2 separate regions of the Sus scrofa genome follow, and region 2 is linked to region 1. A link is a contact called in public Hi-C data. All regions are on one chromosome and are shown on one strand. The core of a region is the stretch at or near the end of the contact, and the rest is flanking DNA. Distances in the headings are between cores, read along the strand shown. Region 1 holds the start of SLC39A13 (zinc transporter ZIP13). Region 2 holds the start of KBTBD4 (kelch repeat and BTB domain-containing protein 4).

Region 1 (3,201 bases), core at 183-2,682:
GCCTCTGAGGACCCGAATGATGGGTGCATGGAGCAAAGCGGCTCTGCCCCTCCTCACCTCACTCCCAAGGACCACACATTTTTTCCTTGGGAGCCACTTCCAGACTGTGTGTCAGCCTGTCCGCCTGAGGCTAAACTTTCCTTAATGACAGGGTGAGGCGCTGGCTAGGTTCCCCTCAGCCACTGGCAGGCCTGGCCCAGCTGGATGTCTGGCTGCCAGGGGAGGCTTTGGGCCGGGATGTCCTCCAGTGAAGCACCCCCAGGGACAGAGGCCGGCACCACCTAGCTTGGTGGGGCAATAGGAGGAGTGCAGGTGGGGAAACCAACCAGCTGATCTAGATTAGGATCATTAGGGCTTCTTCCTAGGAAATGGGCCAAACAGGAGGTGGGACTGAAGACAGAGGCTCCTTCAGTTAGGAGCTGCCTCACAGATGTATAGAGCACAGGCTTTGAAGACCTGCCCTTGACTTTGTGCTCTGAGCTTATAGCTGCTGGTTGGGGGTAAATCCCTGAAGACTCTCTCTGAGCCTCAGTCTCCTTCTCTGTAGGATGGAGAGAATTTGCCTCCCTCACACAAATGAGATGAGCTTGCTAAACAGGTGAGCATGCCTGGCATGGATCAGGCACAGAAAGCCCTCCTTATGCTGCTGGGACCCAGGAGCAGTGGACACCTGGAGTGCACCCAGCGGATGGATCACAGGACCTGGATGTGAGTCAACCAAGAGGGAAGTACAAATCTGGAAACTCAGGCATGAGGTTTAAATGTGGTCTTCCCTGCCTCATGCTGGCTGTGACCTTGAGCCAGTGATGGCCGTGCCTCAGTTTTCCGCATTTGCTGATGGAGTTGGGAAGGGGGCGGGGGCGGGGGCGGGGGCGGAAAGCAGCTGTTAAAGATGCTCCAGTCTAGGCTCTCCAGGCCTTAAATCCGCAGGGCTCCACTGGGGACCAAAAAGCAGGACTGAGCCAGGCCTGACTTGGAGGCGGCGGCGGGTCACTTAAAGGTTAGAGGACCACAAGTTTGGAACAGAAGAGAGGGTACCGAGGGAGTCAGCAAGCGGAGAGAAAGGAGAAAGCAAGGAGCGGGAGAGTCAGGAGTGGAGAGCTGGAGAGTGGGAGATGGATGCGGAAGGGGAGAGAGAGGGAGAGATGAGGAGCGACGCGTGGGGAGCCGGGAGAAGAGCCCAAGGAAGTTGAATTCCCGGGCTCTGGGCAAGAGGCCCAGGTCTGATCTAGACAAGCCGGGCCGAAGTCAACGGGATGGGCAGGGTTTGTCCCGCCTGGGGCATGGGCCCTGAGGGTCGGGCGGTCACTCACCTTGCGGCGGCAGCGGCGGCGCTACGGGCGGCCCCGGCCATCCAGCTGCGGAGCCCCGCCCCGCCCCGGGTCTGCCCCGCCCGGCCCGGCCACCCGGCCCCCGGCCCGGAGCCGCCCCCCGCGCGCGGCCACGTCACACGGGACCTGTCCGGAACCCGACGCGCCGCGCGCCGCGGGGTAGTGGGGGAGCGGCCGTCGGAGCGCGCTTCCGCCTCGCGGCCATGGGGGACCCGGGCGGCTGGCGCACTTCCGCTCCGGCCGGACCGGGCACAGCGGGGAGGGTCGAGCGGAAGTGGGAGCCCGCTGGACACCGCACTCGGTCGGGCTAGGCAGGGCGTAGGCGGCGGCCTTCTAGGGACCACGAGCGGCCGGGTGGCTGGGCTTGAGGGCCTGGCCGCCGCTTCCTCTCTCGGGTGGCAGTCCCGGCCGCGGCCGCACGGGGGCGCGCTCGGCTTCTAGACTGTGCCGTTCCGAGCCGGGGCCGGGGCCGGTGCTGGGGCTTGGGGCCGGGGTCGGGGTGGGAGGATGGCTGCGGCACTCCTTCTCTGAGTCAGCCTGGTCTGGCTCCTCCATGAGCAAGGGAAAGGGGAAGTGTCTGCCGCAGGGAGGGGCCTAGCCTCGGGAACCTCAGAAGAGGGAATTTTATTCTTACTCATCGAATTATTTTTATGCTTTGGTTTTTCACTGGGAACCTCAGGCCTTTGTCTCCAGGGCTTGTAACCCTTTGGAGTCCAATGCACGGTGGCTTGACACTGCTGCTGGTAACTCCAAACCTGGGGGAGCAAGAGCTCTGTGCTTCCCTCACCTCAGATTAAGGCAGCAAACAATAGCATTATTATTATAACCGCAGTTTATTGCTGAACACCTGCCATTTACTCTGCTTGCATTGTCTTAAAGAACCCTCAGCCTAGCCCATTGAGGTGGGGTAGTTAGCCCAGGGTCACACAATAGCACGGATGACAGAGCCACAATTGAAACCTGAATATTCCTGAACCCAGGGCATGTGACAGCAGCTCTCATTTCTAGAGTCTTAGGAATCTGGCTTGGCATTTCCACTTTGCATCCTTCTCTGGGAATCAGCCAGGACCACCTATACTCAGGAACGGGCCCTTGGGTACTCATTTGGACAGAGATTGTGACAGGGTGGGAGTCTCTAAGCCTCTGACCCTCATCTGCCTCCTAGGGTACTTCCTTCATCCATCCTGTGTCACTTTCCCTTACTGGGGGCTCTGAGGGCACAAGTGTCATATGCTACACCAGTTGCCCTGTTCCACCTCACACTCCAACGCTGCCTTTCTTAGACCCCAATCCTACCAAGAAGGATCAGCTTTCCTCTGAAAGCCCCCTGTCTGCTTCCCCCTCAAGGCCCACAGTTCTGCCGGGACACCCTCCTCTTCCCCCGCCTAAGTTCTGAAGTGGAAACCCTAGGTTGATTACTTTGCAGAGGGAGGAGGAGGAGGACACTCAGGGATGCTGCTCTGGGATCTCTAAGATGCCCCCCATATATGCAAATCACTCCATCATATGCAAAGCACTTCACAATATACAAATGATTTCACAATAACATAGTCAGCATTCCCGCCTCTAGGGGCTGAGGGCTGCTGGCCACCAGCAAGGGGATGGACAAGACAGCGCTAGAAACACCACTTGCTGCCTTCCCACTGCCTTTTTCTCTCACCTGGCCTGGTGAGATTCCCTAATGTATTGGAGGTAGAGGTGGAGATGTTACTCTAGAAGATGACCTTGAGCCAGGAGGACCAAGTAGAAAGACACAGTGGGTGGGCAAGTGTGTGGCTGTTAAAAACAGTGAATTAAATCTGCCAGGGGCTTCCAGGTATTGATGAGTGAGAAAAGGGAGATGCAGAAATGTTTATTTAATATAATCTAC
Region 2 (3,201 bases), core at 440-2,939, 170 kb before region 1:
AAAAAAAAAAAAAAAGAAAGAAAGAAAGAAAGGAAGGAAGGAAGAAAGGAAGAAAGAAAGAAGAAAGAAGTGTCACGCAACAGCCAGCCTTGCATTCATTCTCGTGGGCTTGTAAGGGGTGATGTCTCCTGGTGAGGATTCCTTGCAGAACCCTGAGAAAGATGAAGGTGGAAGTTTCCTCTTCCAGTGAATAGAAGTAATGAAAACTTGGGAGTTCCCATCATGGTGCAATGGTTAACGAATCCGACTAGGAACCACGAGGTTTCAGGTTCGATTCCTGCCCTTGCTCAGTGGGTTAAGGATCCAGCGCTGCCGTGAGCTGTGGTGCAGGTTGCAGACGCGGCTCAGATCTCATGTTGCTGTGGCTGTGGTGTAGGCCAGTGGCTACAGCTCCGATTAGACCCTAGCCTGGGACCCTCCATATGCCGGGAGGCCCAAGAAATGCCAAAAAGACCAAAAACAAAAAAAGAAGTAATGAAAACTTAGTAAAAATGCCACCTATACAGGCCACCAAAAGTCACTTTATTACTGCAGCTGAGGTGTCTGCCTTTCATAGCAGATTCTCAAGCCAAGAACCTTAGGGCTGAAGGGCCCTCATAGATTATCTAGCTGAAATCCATTTTTTTTTTTTTTTTTTTTTTTTGCTTTTTTAGGGCCACACCCTTGACATGTTGAAGTTCCCAAGCTAAGGGTTGAATCAGAGCTGCAGCTGCCAGCCTACGCCACAGCCACAGCCAAGCCAGATCCTTAACCCACTGAGGGAGGCCACGCATCAAACCCGCATTCTCATGGATACTAGTCAGGTTCGTTAGCAATGAGCCACTGAAACTTTATTTTTTTATATTTTTGCACAAATGAGGAAACTGAGACCCAGAATGGGTCTTTTTACTCCCAGGGCTTATGTTGACCGTAACTAATTCCCATATATTCATTCGCACAACACTACCTCACTGAGCAACCACACATCCTAGGCTGCAGAGTATTAATACCAGTTCTCTGCCTTAGGCAGCGAGCAGGCCTGCTGTCTCTCACTAGTGCTGTGACCCTGGGCAACTTACTTCTCTGGACTGTTTCCTGCTCTACAGTAGAAAAGCATAATACTATCCACCCGGTAAGATTGTGGGGAGAAATGAATAAGATCATTCATTAATCGCTTAGCGAGGTGCCCGGCACAACAAGCATTCAACTAACGCCAACTATTATTATAATAAGAAGGCTCTGAAGCCCAAAGTTTGTTTCCTGCTCTCAAAGAGCTGACAGTTTAATCGGAGAAAAAGAAAATCACTAAAGTGGACAAAAGGCAACAGGGCACAACAGAAAAGGCTCTAGGGCACTAGGTGCCCGATTCTGCCTGCAGAGTGAAGACCGTTGCAGTCAGCTCTCCAAGGACAAGAAGAGACTTGCCAGGAGGACGCAGAGAAGGGCAGCCCAGGACAAGGGCAAACATCTGACAAAGGGAATGAACGGGGCCCCGCCTGTAGTCCCCATAAGGGCCGGACTCGCACATACTCACGGCGCGTGTCGGCCGCAGCGCTTTCCTTCCTCACAGGCAGCAAAAGCACCGAGGGTCGCCCGGACACTGCACGGGAATATAGAGGCACTGAAGCGCAGGGTGAGGCTTGAGGGGGCTCCCTGCGCTGGACGCGCCGCCGCTCCCCCCCTGGCCCTCAGCCTGCTGCCCTTGCTCACCCCTAGCCACCGCCGCGGGCCCCACGAGCCCCCGCCAACAGCCCCTTGCAGCCGCCGCCGCCGCCATGTTTCCCGGCTGCAAACCAGGTAGCAGAAGCCAGATCCGCAGGACACGGAGCCCCAAGGGCACGGACCGGAAGCGGAAGTGTGCATCGGATCTTCTTCCGGGCGGACGCGGGGCCGGAAGCAGAGGTTCCGGGTTCCGGGCTTCGGAATGAAAGGAGGGAAGGCAGGTGAGAAAGCGAAGCCCGCGGGTGGGGAAACCGTGAGGTGAATGTGACCCTAGCTTGTTGTGACAGAGGCTGGAGAGAAGGAGAGGATCCTAAAGAACCGGACCGGTGAGAGGAGAAGGGGCGGGAGATCTGGGTTCCACATTCCATACCCCTCCTCCGCTCCCCCAGCTAAGCTTTTGATTAGGGCCAGCAGGCAAGCTAGGGGGAGGGGGAGAGAAGAACGGTTTCCCTGGCGACCGTTTCCCAGGCGACTCCAGGTGGAGCGGGGACACTGCACGTGGCAATGGGCCTCCTTGGGCCCCTTGCTGGGGATGGTTGGGTTCCGTGTCGAGTTCTGAGACGAAGCCTTGGGGAGTCATTAGGGCGAGCGGGGAAGTGCCAGGGAGAGGCTCAGAAAAGAGCAAATGTAGGATTAACATGTCCCAAGCCAAGCCTTGTATTAAAAGGTATGGATCACAAGCAAGGGGAAAGAGGGGGTCTTTTTTGTCGGATTCTGCTGCTCCGAGCCTCATTAGTTTTATATTCGATAGTTATTTGGTTAGTAAGCCTTTTTGCCAGGTTTTTTAAATCATAGGCTTCCTCCAATCACTTGCGTTCATGTGTTGACCTAAATACCACGCCTTTTGTTGCATCATGAAAAGGAGTATTCTGTGTTTTCTCAGAGAAACACCCAGAGTAGGAAATTTTTATCTCATTGGGGATGGAATGTTATTTCAGGAGAATGAACCCAGCTTTGGTTGAAGGAGAATGTTAGAGATATCATTAGCAAGGCTAGAACTAAGGCTAATCTGGCCCACTGTGCCCTCATTTCCCCCTTCTCCCCCCGTGAATTGGACAGTTGGATTCGTAGACTGTAGTTGTGACTTCCTTAAGTTATTCAGGGTGGTGGTATTTTGCAGACAGCTGGCAGAGAGAGAAGTTGGCTACTACCATGGAATCACCGGAGGAGCCTGGAGCATCCATGGATGAGAACTACTTTGTGAACTACACTTTCAAAGATAGGTCACACTCAGGCCGTGTGGCTCAGGGCATCATGAAACTGTGTCTGGAGGAAGAGCTCTTTGCTGATGTCACTATTTCAGTGGAAGGCCGAGAGTTTCAGCTCCACCGATTGGTCCTCTCAGCTCAGAGCTGTTTCTTCCGGTCCATGTTCACTTCCAACCTGAAGGAGGCCCACAACCGGGTAATTGTGCTGCAGGATGTCAGCGAGTCTGTTTTCCAGCTCCTGGTTGATTATATCTACCATGGGACTGTGAAACTTCGAGCTGAGGAGCTGCAG

Evidence for each region. Hi-C and Micro-C count contacts between places; a contact is called where the count stands out from the background.
Region 2: a Hi-C map of skeletal muscle shows a contact between it and region 1, with 3 times the contacts expected there. The contact joins the promoter of KBTBD4 here to the promoter of SLC39A13 in region 1. A contact is called at or near these places in 1 of 5 promoter capture datasets (liver), 1 of 47 Hi-C or Micro-C datasets (skeletal muscle) and 2 of 2 datasets of contacts at active chromatin or transcription factors (alveolar macrophages and skeletal muscle).

What each region holds. Positions count from the first base shown.
Region 1 is chr2:15,201,504-15,204,704 of Sscrofa11.1, forward strand. SLC39A13 (zinc transporter ZIP13) reads right to left here and starts at 1,433. Exons shown (of 10, transcript XM_003122808.6): 1 at 1,314-1,433.
Region 2 is chr2:15,035,030-15,038,230 of Sscrofa11.1, forward strand. KBTBD4 (kelch repeat and BTB domain-containing protein 4) reads left to right here and starts at 1,690. Exons shown (of 4, transcript XM_003122803.6): 1 at 1,690-1,922; 2 at 2,822-3,201. The coding sequence starts at 1,904. NDUFS3 (NADH:ubiquinone oxidoreductase core subunit S3) reads right to left here and starts at 1,851. Exons shown (of 7, transcript NM_001243796.1): 1 at 1,690-1,851; 2 at 1,514-1,579. The coding sequence starts at 1,756.